Regions from separate parts of the Danio rerio genome. Here region 2 is linked to region 1. A link is a contact called in public Hi-C data. All regions are on one chromosome and are shown on one strand. Each heading gives the region's core, a stretch centred on a gene start, on an enhancer-like site or on the middle of the called end of the contact. The rest is flanking DNA. Distances are from core to core; before and after follow the strand shown.

Evidence for each region. Hi-C and Micro-C count contacts between places; a contact is called where the count stands out from the background.
Region 2: a contact with region 1 is called in a Hi-C map of hematopoietic stem cells, with 4 times the contacts expected there. The contact joins two enhancer-like sites. A contact is called at or near these places in 7 of 18 Hi-C or Micro-C datasets (caudal fin, embryo, hematopoietic stem cells and 1 more) and 2 of 4 datasets of contacts at active chromatin or transcription factors (caudal fin and gastrula embryo).

Annotation. Positions count from the first base shown.
Region 1 is chr3:40,819,465-40,826,577 of GRCz12tu, forward strand. No RefSeq gene overlaps it. Among named protein-coding and RNA genes, the nearest start is that of grifin, 26 kb to the left of the region's middle. Within about 2 kb of position 1,872, at least 21 of the 62 cell types and tissues checked have an H3K27ac peak or open chromatin away from gene starts, as enhancers often do.
Region 2 is chr3:40,969,248-40,976,985 of GRCz12tu, forward strand. It overlaps LOC141381264 (a long non-coding RNA gene), which reads right to left. Exons shown (of 4, transcript XR_012401171.1): 2 at 7,175-7,437. Among named protein-coding and RNA genes, the nearest start is that of lfng, 32 kb to the left of the region's middle. Within about 2 kb of position 4,279, at least 5 of the 62 cell types and tissues checked have an H3K27ac peak or open chromatin away from gene starts, as enhancers often do.

The sequences.
Region 1 (7,113 bases), core at 622-3,121:
TACTTGGGTTTTAGAAAATGTTTAAGATGAGTGAAGATGAGCACACACATTTACTTTTCTGTTTTATGAGCTTCATGATTTTTTGAACACACACACACTTGATACACTTCATTGACCATGCACACATAGACATCTCCTATATACTATATTCCTGGAGGTTTACTAAGTTTATATAAAACTTTAACTGTTAAAAGCTGTTAGTTACTAGTTCATTAGTTAAAGGTTATTAGTAGGCCCACACGGAATCTGCGTGCGCAAACATCCGCAGATTTCTACAGATTTTTAGCCCATTATTGAGTCTATTTACTTGTGTAAATGTTTTTCAATTTATATTTGTTCAGTTTTTAAATTAATTTTAGTCATATTATTGAATAATACAAAAATGTTTATTTGATTTATTTACAATACAACCTGTAAAGTAACTTTTTCTGTTCTGTTAATTTTCATTTAGTAGATATACAGTATTGTATGAGAGACTTGCTCTTTTTAATTAAATAAGTGAATCTAATTGGCTTTGCATTATAAACGTTAATGATAATAATAATACTACTACTACTAATAATTATTATTATTTTAATAATTATTATTATTATCAAAAGTTAAAATTGTATTTTTTTTGTATTATCTTTTTCATATTTTAGGCTTTTAGTTGTGATACCCCAAAACCATTCGGCATAAATCCACAGATTTTTTTATTTTTTTAAAATTTTATTTATTTATTTATTTATTCTCTGTAGAAATAGCAAAAAAATGTTAACAGATTCTGTCTGGCCCTAATTATGATACAATTCAATTCAATTCAGCTTTATTTGTATAGCGCTTTTACAATGTAGATTGTGTCAAAGCAGCTTCACATAAATGGTCATAGTAACTGGAACAGTGTAGTTCAGTTTTTAGTGTTTTTAGTGATTTTATGAGTTATTATTAAAGCTATAGTAAGTTATAACCTTAACATTTCCACATTTTATTGTAAAGCAATAATGTGCATCTTTTGTGAAGCTACTTTGAAACAATAATTATTGTGAAAAACGTTGTACAAATAAACTTGAATTGAATGAATTGAATTGAATTATGCATATGTTTGTTGCTTGTACCCTGTGGGATTTTGTTTTACGAGTCAAGTGGCTCATGAGCTCCTGATAATTTTTAAGCATGTCAAAAAAGATCAAGGTTGATGTCAAATTGAATTTGTGAGGTGAGATTGGTTGAAGAGCATCACTAGGGTGCATTGGGTAGCACGATCGCCTCACAGCAAGAAGGTCACTGGTTCGAGCCTCGGCTGGGTCAGTTGGCATTTCTGTGTGGGGCTTGCATGTTCTTCCTGTGTTTGCATGGGTTTCGTCCAGGTGCATCGCTTTCCCCCACAAGTGAAAAGACATGTGGTATAATTGTGAATTGAATAAGCAAAATTGTCTGTAGTGTATAAGTGTGAATGAGTGTGTATGGGTGTTCCCCAGTGATTAGATTGCAGCTGGAAGGGCATCCGCTGTGTAAAACATATGCTGGATAAGTTGGCAGTTCATTCTGCTCTGGCAACCCCTGATTAACAAAGGGACTAATCCGAAAAAGAAAATGAATGAATAAAGATATGGCAAAATGTGTAGGCAAAAAAACTTAAGCTCCAGTTCCAATTTACCAACTTCTTAAGTGTTGATGGGTTTGCTTTTTAAGCAAAATTCTCAATTTAACTTCAGCATGATGTACGATTAATACATTAATTGTTATCTCTATTGTCTGAGCTATGCCCAGTAAAAGGGCAGCATGCCGCTCAGCTACTGTTTATGTAGACACTGCCCCTGACCCTCAGCAGGTCATGCTCTCTTGACTTCTCTCAAATCACGGGGCAGAGGAGAGGAGGGCCAGTGTGTGTTTGTTTGTCTGTGAGCAGCGCATGTGGCATGCTGCCCCTCACAGATGATCGGCATCCCAGGGGAGACCCCCTACAGAAACACATTCCTTCAGCTGTGCTGAGTCTTATGACCACAGATCTGATCAAACGCAGACGCTTTGATGAGGAACTAAGCCCTCAGGAACAACCTCACAAGCATAAAGCAGTAACTGTTCACATGATTAAACCACAGAAAAGCTGGCGGGACAACTGTTCAAGCTGACAGCAATGACACTTAGAAAAGAAATCAAAGGGGAAGTAGTCTCAAGTATGAAATTTGAGTCATCATTTACATTACAAACTTATTTTATTATTGTATATTTAAAATGAAAAGTGACCAAAAACAAATGTTTTTGTTTTCCATGAAAGAATTCAGACTCAAATCTTCACTTAAAAATTAAGCTACAATATTGGAACAGATGGTTTCATGTAGAATCTTTCACAGGAAATTTTTCATTCCACAAAGGGTTCTTTAAAGCAGTGGTCCCCAACCACTTGGCCAAATGGTACCGGACTGCACAAGAAAGTATTATTTATTTCTGTTTTATTTATTACCCAAGTCTGAATAATCTTTTAATTTGAAAAAATCTTTTGTTTTGAAAAACTACCATATTCTCTCGGTTATATCTCAGTCACTTGAGCGTCAACATTTAAACCACAAACTAGCAAACTGAGTAAGAAACAGATGTCTGAAAAGTTTATTTGCTGAGGGAAAAGGCCTAGTGAAGGACCAACGAACTGCCAAGGAATGGATCTGCAACCCTCTTGTCAACAAATCAGGTAAACCCAGTATGTCTGTGCAATAAGATCAACTGCTGGAGATTGCAAATGATGGCAACCTTATAGCGGTCGTTAACATATTACGTCTTTTCTACGCACAAGTTTGTTATTTCCAATAGAGGCGTGCGGCTTGTGCATGCATATTGGGAGCACTTTTCTAGGCGCACCTAGTTGAAAGCATCTCTTTTCAGAATGCTGTGAGTGCACCGCAAGTTTCGTGACAAGAACTGACCAATCCGCTTCATACATTGTATGGAATATAAACATTTTGCACAAAACACCCAAACACTGCTGTACTTTATAATTTTCTCCATAAATAAAACTTATAAGAAAAACTTTAAAGAAAAGACTATTTTTGAAACCCAAAATTATTTTTTGGCAGCTCTGCAAAAAAGAAAAATAACAATTTGGGATAACAAACGATATGGAATGCTTTATTTCTGTATTTGATATTATTTGTTTGCTCACATTTTATTTTGATGGTCCTCCTATAGATAGTCTGCTGACCGTAAGTTAATTTACAAGTTCAAATCTGCTAACTCTCATCTGCGTAGTGTCTATAGATTTCCTTTTGATGTTCTTAGGCAATCATTTCAGCATCTACAACATATTAAAATAAATTAAAAACAATATTTTGCATGTCTACTAATACACTATTAAACAGCCACATTCAGCCACACTATTAATATGGCCACAGCAATATCGCCCTGCAGCCCAAGATTGGTTACTTACTGAAGCTAAGCAGGGCTGAGCCTGGTCAGTACCTGGATGGGAGACCACATGGGAAAGCTAGGTTGCTGTTGGAAATAGTGTTAGAGAGGCCAGCAGGGGGCACTCAACTTGCGGTTAGTGTTAGTCCTAATGCCCCAGTAAATAGTGAAGGGGACACTATACTGTCAGTGGGTGCTGTCTTTCGGATGAGACGTCCTTACTCTCTGTGATTATTAAAAATCCCATGGCACTTCTCGTAAATAGAAGGGGTGTAACCCTCAATCAGCCCTAAAGATCATGGTCTCCCAATCATCCCCGTTCTCTGAATTGACTTTATCACTGTCTCTCCATTCCCCCAATAGTTGGTGTGTGGTTACCGTGTGGTTAACCGTTGTCCTGTGGCTGCCGTTGCATCATCCAAGTGGAAGCTGCACACTGGTGGTGGTGTGGAGAGACCCCCCTCATGATTGTGAAGCGCTTTGGATGTATGGCCATACACAATAAATGTGTTATATAAATACACATTACATTACATTACATTACATAAACATCTAGAACCTAAATTGGTAACACTTTACAGAACAGAAGTTTAATTAATTTACTTTCAAAAAGTTGTTTTTTAAAATGCACTTTATATTAAGAGCCCTTAACTAATAGGCACTTACACTGAAATAAATCCTTTGTTACAATGTACTTATTTTGTGATTACACATTTTACATTGATCTTATACCTGATTAAATACATGCATGCAATTATCTATAATTAATTTCTGTAATTACTGTATTTTTTTATCTTTATTATACACTACCTGACAAACGTCTTGTCACTTATCCAAGTTTTAGGAACAACAAATAATAACTTTGGAATCAGAAGTGGCTTATATGAAAGACAAAGGCCTCTAGATTATGCTTATTTTAACAAAATAAAACATGATCATGCCTTGATTTTTTATTATTTATTTAGGACAATAAGCTCAGACTTTGCTGAGACAAAAATGTCATAGCAATTTTCTAAAGAAAATACAGTCATGGTGCAGTAGAAAAGGAATTAATGGAGTTTGGGCGACTGCATCCATACATCTCTGCAATTACTCAAATACCTTAATAATAAAGTCACCTGTAATGGCAAAGAAAGCATTCTTGCAGGACTCCCAGAGTTCATCAAGAGTCTTTGGATTCATCTTCAATACCTCCTTCATCATCTTACCCCAGACATGCTCAATAATGTTCATGTCTGGTGACTTGGCTGGCCAATCCTGAAGCACCTTGACCTTCTTTGCTTTCAGGAACTTTGATGTGGAGTCTATGAGAAGAAGCGCTATCCTGCTGAAGAATTTGCCCTCTCCTGTGGTTCGTAACGTAATGGGCAGCACAAATGTCTTGATACCTCAGGCTGGTGATGTTGCCATCCACTCTGTAGATCTCTTGCATGCCCCAATGAATGTAACCATAAACCATGATTTTTCCTTCACTAAACTTGACTGATTTCTGTGAGACTCTTGGGTCCATGTGGGTTCCAACAGGCCGTCTGCAGTACGGTCTACACCGTAACTTACACTTAAACTTACATTATAGGCATTGCAATGACTGCCTAACAACATTAAAAAGACCATCTAAAGATTCTACCCAGATGAGAGTAACCATATATGAACTTGCTAAAGTAGCTTATGGTCAACAGACAGGGGGATCATCAAAATAAAGTGTTACTATTTATTTATATAGGTCAAAACATTTACAAATTAGCTTACTTAGGCAGCCCACATCTTAGATGCAGACGTTTTTACCTATAGCTAGACAAACCTCCGTTTATATTTCATAGAATTATTTTTCACTGGACTCTAAACAATATGTACTAAATAACAGCATAAAACAGCAGGAGAAAGTCACAGTGTAAAACATATCACATATCCACTTTAATTTCCATGGCTTTATGAGAAGCCATAAACAGCCCTGGCTCCACTAATAAAGACTTAACATGTCCTGCTCAAGACCCGTGAAAGGAAATAAATGCCTTTGTTCTTGAAGAGGTGGGATGGTGTGGCACAGTTAACATTTCTGTATCATAAACAGATTTATTGCACAGGTGTCTGATCTTTTAAATACCGGAGCATGTTTTGACAATATAAATCATGATAACGTTGTGAGCATGTCTTTCTTATCTGTTTGGAGCAAAGTCCTGAATTCGTTAGCCATGTCAGACAATTGTGTTGTGGTTTTTCACAGTCAGACACTGCTTTGAGGTCAGCTTAAGAAATGAACAATGACGCTATTGTGCAAGACGATGATAAGGAAACTTTGAACGGTAAAGCAACGGTTGAATGCCAAGCCAAAAACTCTAATATTACAATGTAGTTTGGCAGTTGGAGCTAAACATTTGGAAAATTGTTATTGGTGTTTCTAAGTGGGTGTTTACTGAAGTGTCAGTGGTGAGATTATCACATTTGGAGGTTCAGATGCGTTTTGTATTATTTTATTCTCTCTTGGAACAAATATTAATCCAACACATGTTTTTGCTCTTAAGGAATAAGACACAAGACTGGCAAGTGTTTCCCTTCCACAACAGTGCATGTTTCTCCATTGGTGATGTAAGGCTTCTCTATGCTCCCTCCTGTTTCAAGAGAATATTGTATAAGGGGGAGACAGAGACCCTGGAGAAGCGTTTGACTTCACTCACTTGTTGAGTCATAGGATTTGAGACTCTAAATCTCAGCTAAACAAACTCTTTTATGGTCTGGTGAGACTTACAGACCCTTTTAGTATACATACTGTCTTACTACTGAACCAGTAAATCTTTAAGTGATGAGACCAAAACAAAAGATGGGGTGAGAAGAAAAAGGACAAGACAAAAACAGACGGATGAAACAGTGGCTCAGTGGATAAAACCATCACTTCACAACAAGAAGGTTGCTGGATCGAGTCCTGGCTGAGTCAGTTGGCATTTCTGTGTAGTTTGCATGTTTTCCCCATGTTCATGTGGGTTTACTCCAGGTGTTCTGAGGTAAACAGAATTGTTTATAGTATGTAAATGTGAGTGTATGGGTGTTTCCCAGTTCCCCTGCATAAAACATATGCCGGCATGGTTAGCGGTTCATTCCAATGTGGCAACTCCTGATAAATAAGGGACTAAGCCGAAGGAAAATGAATGAATGAATGAATAAACACAAAAAGAAACGAATGAACGAACGAACAAACGAATGAATGTAAAAGAGACAAAGCAAAATGAGATGGTATGAGATGAGTTGAGATGAGACAAGATAAGAAAAGATGCAATAAAAGAAGGATGCAGGGAGCTGAGATTAGATAATGGGAAGGTAATTGATTAAATGAGAGAAGATAAGATGAGACAGAATGCAAAGAGAGCATTAAATAGAAGAATAATAGCATGAGAATAGGAATAGGATTCCTATTTCACCAATAGGACATGTTCCTGTATTAACATCTATGTTAATCCTCGAACAACATTTCAATCAGCCAATAGGAATTAAGGGATATGTTTACCGTTTATGCTGAAATTTAGGCTTACAGTTGGGTTTATACACTTCTACATTATTGTTATCCAACTATAAGTCCCCTCTGATTTTAGAAGTAATTTACAGTTATGATTGGATTTAGGGGTAGGGAATAGGTATGGATTACATTTCAAACGAAAATGAAATTCCAGGATCAACAAAGATGTTAATGGATCACATCATATTTGGTAAAATCTTGCATAAGACAATTTTTTTTTATTTTAT
Region 2 (7,738 bases), core at 3,029-5,528, 150 kb after region 1:
GCGGCATTTGATACCATTGACCACAATATCCTCATAAATCGCTTAAAGTCTACAGGTGTCCAGGGACAGGCTCTACAATGGTTTAAGTCATACTTAACTGACCGTTACCAGTTTGTGAATATTAATGGACAGCCTTCACAAGTCAGCCCAGTAAAGTATGGGGTGCCTCAAGGATCAGTTTTAGGCCCTTTACTGTTTACAATTTACATGCTACCTCTGGGAGACATTATTAGAAGACATGGGATTAGCTTTCACTGCTATGCAGATGATACTCAATTATATATTTCAACTAAACCTGACGAGACGTCTGAACTTTCTAAACTAACTGAGTGTATCAAAGACATTAAAGACTGGATGACCAACAATTTTCTTCTCTTAAACTCCGACAAAACAGAATTATTACTTATTGGGCCTAAATCTTGCACACAGCAGATCTCGCAACTCAATTTACAATTAGAGGGATACAAATTTAGCTTTAGCTTTACTATAAAAGATCTGGGTGTCATATTAGACAGCAATCTAACTTTTGAAAACCATATATCCCATGTCACTAAAACTGCCTTCTTTCATCTGAGAAATATCGCTAAATTACGAAATATGCTATCCATCTCAGATGCAGAAAAGCTAGTCCATGCTTTTATGACTTCGAGATTGGATTACTGTAATGCTCTATTTGCTGGCTGCCCAGCATCCTCTATTAACAAACTTCAATTAGTACAAAATGCAGCAGCCAGAGCTCTGACCAGGTCTAGAAAATATGATCATATCACCCCAATTTTATCCTCCTTACACTGGCTGCCTGTTAAGTTTTGTATTGAATTTAAAATATTACTTCTCACCTATAAAGCCCTAAATAATCTAGCTCCTGTTTATCTAACCAACCTTCTGTCTCGCTACAAACAAACTCGCTCTTTAAGATCTCAAAACTCAGGGCTTCTGGTAGTATCTAGAATAGCAAAATCAAGTAAAGGAGGTCGAGCCTTCTCTTTCATGGCTCCTACACTCTGGAATAGCCTTCCTGATAACGTCCGAGGCTCAGACACACTCTCCCAGTTCAAAACTAGATTAAAGACCTATCTGTTTAGTAAAGCATACACTCGATGCATCACCTAGCGGGTTCCACACAGGCTTCTGCATCTTGTTTATATACACTATGAACAGCAGCTACGCTAATTATTTTCTTTATTCTCTATTTTCACCTGGGGATACTCATCCCGAGGTCCTTAGATTATGAGGAGTCACTGATTGGATCCATGACCAGCGACGAGATGATCCCAAGGATTACATATCCGGGACCAGGCCATATCCTGAGCTGCTGCTGCGCTGATGGTCGTGGGGAGTGGAGAACACGAGTCTTCGCTGAGGCCATCTTCCAGCCTCAACCACGGCGAATGAAGCTCTGCACAAGACTTTTGGCCAGCGGTGAAATTAAAATGGTCGTGCCCAACTGAGTCTGGTTCTCTCAAGGTTTTTTTCTTCACTCCCATCAGGTGAAGTTTTTTTTTCCCTCTCCGCTGTCGCCACTGCCTCGCATGGTTCAGGATTGGTAGAGCTACGCATCGATGAATTTGCTCTTCAGTGTTTGAACTCTCAGTAATGATTAAATCACACTGAACTGAGCTAAACTGAACTGAACTGAACTTAAACACTAAAACCTGAACCACACTGTTCCAGTTACTCTGACCATTTATGTGAAGCTGCTTTGACACAATCTACATTGTAAAAGCGCTATACAAATAAAGCTGAATTGAATTGAATTTTAAAAAAGGTCACAAAAACAGTGCTTTATTTGCTGATAATATGTCCCTGTAAATATCATTAGCATGAAAATACACAAAAGTTGTTAGCATGCCACTCTGTAACATTTAATTTACCTAAAAACTACAGTAAAATATATGTTTAAGTATGTTTTTGAGGTTTCTCAAAAAAAATGTAGGCTAAAACATAAATTTCAAATGAGAATGTGTTGGAGAATTTATCTATGAGACACTCAGTCAGTTGGCATGGTCAGTTGGCATTTCTGTGTGAAGTTTGCATGTTCTGCCTGTGTTTGCATGCTCCGTTTTCCCCCACAGTCCAAAGACTATGGGTGAATTGGATAAGATAAACAGGCCATAGAGTATGTGTGTGAATGTGTGAGTGTATAGGTGTTTTCTAGTAATGGGTTGCAGCAGAAAGGGCATCCACTGTGTAAAACATATCCTGGATAAGGTGGCGGTACATTCCGCTGTGGTGACTCTTGATAAATAAAGGGACTAAGCTGAAGGAAAATGAATAAATGAATGAATTATTCAAATCTACACATGATGAATAAAACAGGGATTGATCTGCACAGATCCTCTATGAACACGTATAGAAGTATGATCCTGTCTATTTTGTTATAATAGGATCAAAATAAAGTAATTAAAACCATACACATGCATGCACAGATACCATGCTCGACCAGTCTAGATGCTTACCATTTTAAAATGGACAAATGTTGTTGTTTTTTTTTAGTTGTAGAGTTCAATTCATAAAAAAAGTATAACTTTAAGATTACTTTATTTTCTACTCGTTGCAGTGACTAAGATTTCAAGTTCAAGAGTTATGAAGTTTTTTATTGGTTACCTGGTGTATTAAAAGTATGTTCGGTGTTACTCTAGAACAGAGATGCCCAAATATAGGGCCCATTGGCCCATAGTAACCTCTCATTTGGTCCATCATCCCATCTGAGAAGAGAGGAAGGATGATAGGGATGGTTCAGAGATTGTCATTTCCAATCTAATGTAACATTTTGTTTGATTGTTTGATTATTAAAAGTAGGGCTGCAACAACAAATCAATTAAATCGATTAAAATCATTCACTAAAAGCGTTGGCAACAAATTTCTATAGTCGTTTCGCTGTGTCACACAATGCAGAGACATTTGAATATATAAACAACTTAGTTGAGCATGGGGTAAAGTGAATGCACTCTTTTTCGCGCACTGATGCCAGCAGAGTTCGGTGCCTTATCGACGGGACGGAGCAAAAAAACAAGCCGAGGTAACGTTGGTTAGAGGAAAGATACATGGCGGGGAATGGAACAACAGCAGAGTAAACCACTACAGACTCCTGCTTTTGTTCCGTTTTGAAGTGAGTAACGTAACGTCCCTGATGCTGGTGTTTACTTGTTATTCCGCTTGACAAGCATGAAGTAAAAAATTCAAACTGTGCTTTGGTGCCTTGGCTGGTGCTTGAGCCAGAGAAAGACGTGCCATATTATCACAATTAGGCAGTGTTTTTAACCACCCAATGCTTATTTTATGTTTTAGATATGTAAATACACACAAGTACTAGTAAAACAATATATTTTGAGTTTGTAAAACACACAAAAAAGTCTATGGAAGATACATGTTGCAATTAAGTTCAATTTATTCTTCTCCCAGCTGGCCAGCTGCTTGCTTTCATGCATTTTGGGAGTAACTGATGAATTTACGTGCTGAATGCTGCGTTCTGCTTTTATGAATGACGCATGCGCGCAGCCGCAAGTAAACATGGGGATGCCCATCTCACGTCATAGATCCCTATCAAAATCATTTATACGTCTTTTAAACAACAAAAAACACTCACATACAGCAAGTTTTTGTTTTGACATGATGAGCAAGCGTGTGAATATTTTTTATTAAACTGGAAAAGCATAATAAAAGGCATCTGTCATACAGCGCTATTGTGGCTGCGGTGTGTCAAGTAACAACACTAAATTATAATATATTTAGCTTCGGCCCACAACTCATAATGATACTCGTTTTTTGGCCCTCAATATGAAAACATTTGGGCACCCCTGTTCTAGAAATATTTATATGAATAATGGTATGTAACTTTTACTTTTCATTTTGACGTTTCAGTATTTAGCTTTATTCCATACTCTCTTAATTTCTATCAACATTATTTTTTTAAATCGTTTAGTAAACAACAGCACTCTTTATTTTACAATCATAGAATTCGCCCCTTTGACAGCACAACTGAATTACCACCTGACAAGGAAACCCCCAAAAGTTTCCAGAGTAACAGAAAGCATTTTTCTAGCAGATGGCTTTCTAGTAAACCCCCTCCAGAAATCTCACCTATGATCAGAAAGACTGGTTTGTCCACAGATAAAAGGCCACGTCAAGTGTGAAGTGAGAGGAAGCCACACTAAATGTGCTGGCATGATGCCCTTTCTAATAAAGGAAAATCTGCTAGGGGGGTATTCACAGGAGCCTGGCATCACCCCTGTTCCCATTCACTTAACCACTTCAGTGCACTCGCACTGCATTCCTGCAGACCCACAATAGAGGCCTAACTCAATTTCCAGCATAATTAGACTGTGCGGAATTCCATTTGCCATCCCTGTTACAGGAAAAAACGGTGGCATTTTCTATTAGACTGAAGACGAGTGCCAGAACACGTACGCCAGCTTTTCAATAGGGCAACGCTAAGCTAATTCGTTTCTTTGATGCCTGAGTTTGTGACACCGTCTACCATGGCTCTCAAAAATAAACGCTTGACATTTCCATGGACAATGAGAGGAGACAGGCAGGGTGTGCTCTATTTTCTGCTTTGTTTTCCCTGAAGTCCACCCTCTTCCCCTCCACACACAAACACAGCGGCTGCTGTCTGGTGGCTGACAGGAAGGCCTCTATGGTGTGGCCTCTATGGACACTGACCCCCATGACTGATGTCATAGCAGTGAGGTCATAAACAAATCTCTGTTTTTTTTCGATTTTCCTGTCAGCTCACAGACAGCATTCAGCACATTCCTCTGGTCTATTTGAGTATCAAAACATCAACTGTAAACACACACACACTAGGGGTGGGACGATAACCGTTTTCAAAGTATACCACAATTTGGAAAAGTCAGGGTGTTAAAATTGGCAAAATATTCTGTTATACCATTCCTACGGTATAGAGGAATTACCAACCGACATCACACAAGACTTCACATGGATTCACGGTTGCAAAAAGAGACCAGTTGCAATAGCAAACATGTCATGCTGTGCGGTAGGATGCCAAATTCGAAAACGTAACTTTTATCGTACACCACACTGCTTTTAATGCCAACCACAGACGTCTTTGGCTAAAAGGGAGCTGAATGGAGTGAGAACCTAATTAAAAATCTGGTAATCATGGAACATTGTTTCTTGCACATGACCACACAGAACCAAATTGTTGGCATCCAAAGACTTGTAGGCCTTTAACTTCTCTCTTGTAAGAACACTTGGAGTTTCAATTAGATTGTTGTATTTTTCGGGCTGGATGCACGCACGCACGCACACACGCACGCATGCACACACAGACACAGACACGCACACACACACACACACACACACACACACACACACACACACACACACACACACACACACACACACACACACACACACACACACACACACACACAATGACAAACTACAGTTTGAACAACATTTTTGTAATAGTTTTCTAGATTTTTCCTCTGTATTGCATAATAAAGCAATTAAGTAATGCAATTAAACATATTGTATAATTATTTTCAATTTGAGCATCAAAACATCAACTATAAACACTTACACATACACACAATGACAAACTACACAACGTCAACTGAATTCGATATTTTTCATGATTATCTTGAATTTTCCTCTTCATTAAGTATTGCATAATAAAGTAATTAGGTAATTTATACTGTTTTTAATATTTCCCCTAACATGTTATTTGGAGGTGTACTACTATTTGCACCATTATCTTAAATATTTTGTTAGATTTGTTACATGTTTGCTTTTGGTAATGTCTAATGTAATATTCATCGATCCATTCATCCATTCATCGATCTATCTTGATTGATTCATTCATTTTCCTTTGGCTTACTCCCTTTATTTTTATCAGGGATCGCTACAGAGGAATGAACCGCCATCTTATCCAGCATATGATTAAGGCAGCAGATGCCCTTCCAGCCGCAACCAGTACTAGGAAACTATCTATCTTGTTAAACTAAAACATTTCTAAAAGTAGCTAAATAAAACATGTGTGCATGCAGAAAATTATATATACAAAATAATATACAAAGAAAACATTAACAAAATTAAACAGAAAACATAAATAATTCAAAGTATTAAAAAAAAAGTGTATTTAATTGCACTACATTAAAATACCTTCAATAACATTCCTTTGCTTTTCAGTTTAGTCCCTTATTCAGTGTAGCGATTTTTGGGGGGATCTGGTTAAAGTATAAACTTATAGCTGAGAATCGGTACCAATGATAAACCTGTTTTGGCCCAGTGAAGGGCAAGTTAAGGGTGATAAATTGGCTGAGATTCAGGCTGGTCATGGCCCATGTGTGGCCCTTGTCTTTAATCCAGTTATGGGCCACTTCAGGGCCATCATTCTTTGCGGTACTTGGGCCAAGGGAAAAGTTATTGTGTGGCCTGGAGCTGGGCCAGAAAACATTTGATATGTGGGCAGACACTGCGGCCAGTTTAGTTTAACCAGTTCACCTATAGCACATGTTTTTGGACTGTGGGGGAACCTGAGCAACCGGAGAAAACATGCGAGCAAGGGGAGAACACACAGAAATTTGTTTATTTTTAAATGTGTTTATATTAGTTTTCCCTCTTTTTTGTTCCATTTACCTCATCATATTCGCTTCGCCATATGCAACAGAATTTTTTTTTTCTGTTCCCATAATATCTATGAATATCAATGAAATCACAGTCTTTTCAGGGCTAATTTATGTTCTTTTTTGGAAACTTGCGAATTTTATTAATATTGTATCCAAATTAAACATTTATTATGTATTTATATATCAAATTGTTTGTAGCCTACATTTTTCATTATTTGTTTTTGATTTTTTTTAGGCTTCAGATGGTGGAAAGTGTTTCAGGTGGAGTGTGCTGCTTGTTTGTTTTGTTGTATGTACGTTATGATGTGTTGTACTCTGTTTTACTTTTTAGGGACCCCCTAGAAAATGAGATGATTCATCTTAAGGGGCTATCATATTCAAGAAATAAATTCAAATTCAAATACCCACTGACCCGGCCGAGACTGATTGTGAGGCGACAGCACTATCCACTGCCCATCTACTCCTAGTCTTCAGTGGTAGGCCTAATATATGTATAATTCCTGTAATAACAGAATACTCTATAAAACTAACCTTCTAAACTGTATATGATCAGCAGTAAATAAAACAGAGCTTCTTACCTCCCACAATGCAATGTAGTACCTTCCTTTTCCAGTACACAGACTCAATCGGTAGCCATTTTAAACATCGATTTTTGGACTTTTTTTGACAAAAGGGTATGCTCGGGTCTCACAATTTCTGGCAGATGTGTATGATTTGACCACCAGTCGACTGGAATAACAATTTGTTTCACTCACTGTTTTGTATTAAAATACTTGATGGAAAACTAGATTGTAATTAATTCGCAAGTTTTCCCCTCAGGCGAAGTCCCTGACAGTGAACGCTGTCTTAAGCAGGTCGCACACCAGAAGCGACGCTCGGCGGCGCGCCGCGCAGCGCCACGTATTTTAGAATTCTAATCATAGGTTTCTATCAGGATACACACACCGGCGCCGCAAGTCGGCGGCTGTCGGCGGCGCCCGGCGACGGCTCAGGACGCAGTTCATTTTTCAGCCGCGCCACAGAGCGCCATCTGATTAGTTTCATGTTAAATATCATTCGAATGTGCGCGTCTGGTGTGCGATACTTTAATCTGTCATGTACGCGCCGTGTCGCGGCGCCGAGCGGCGCTTCTGGTGTGCGAC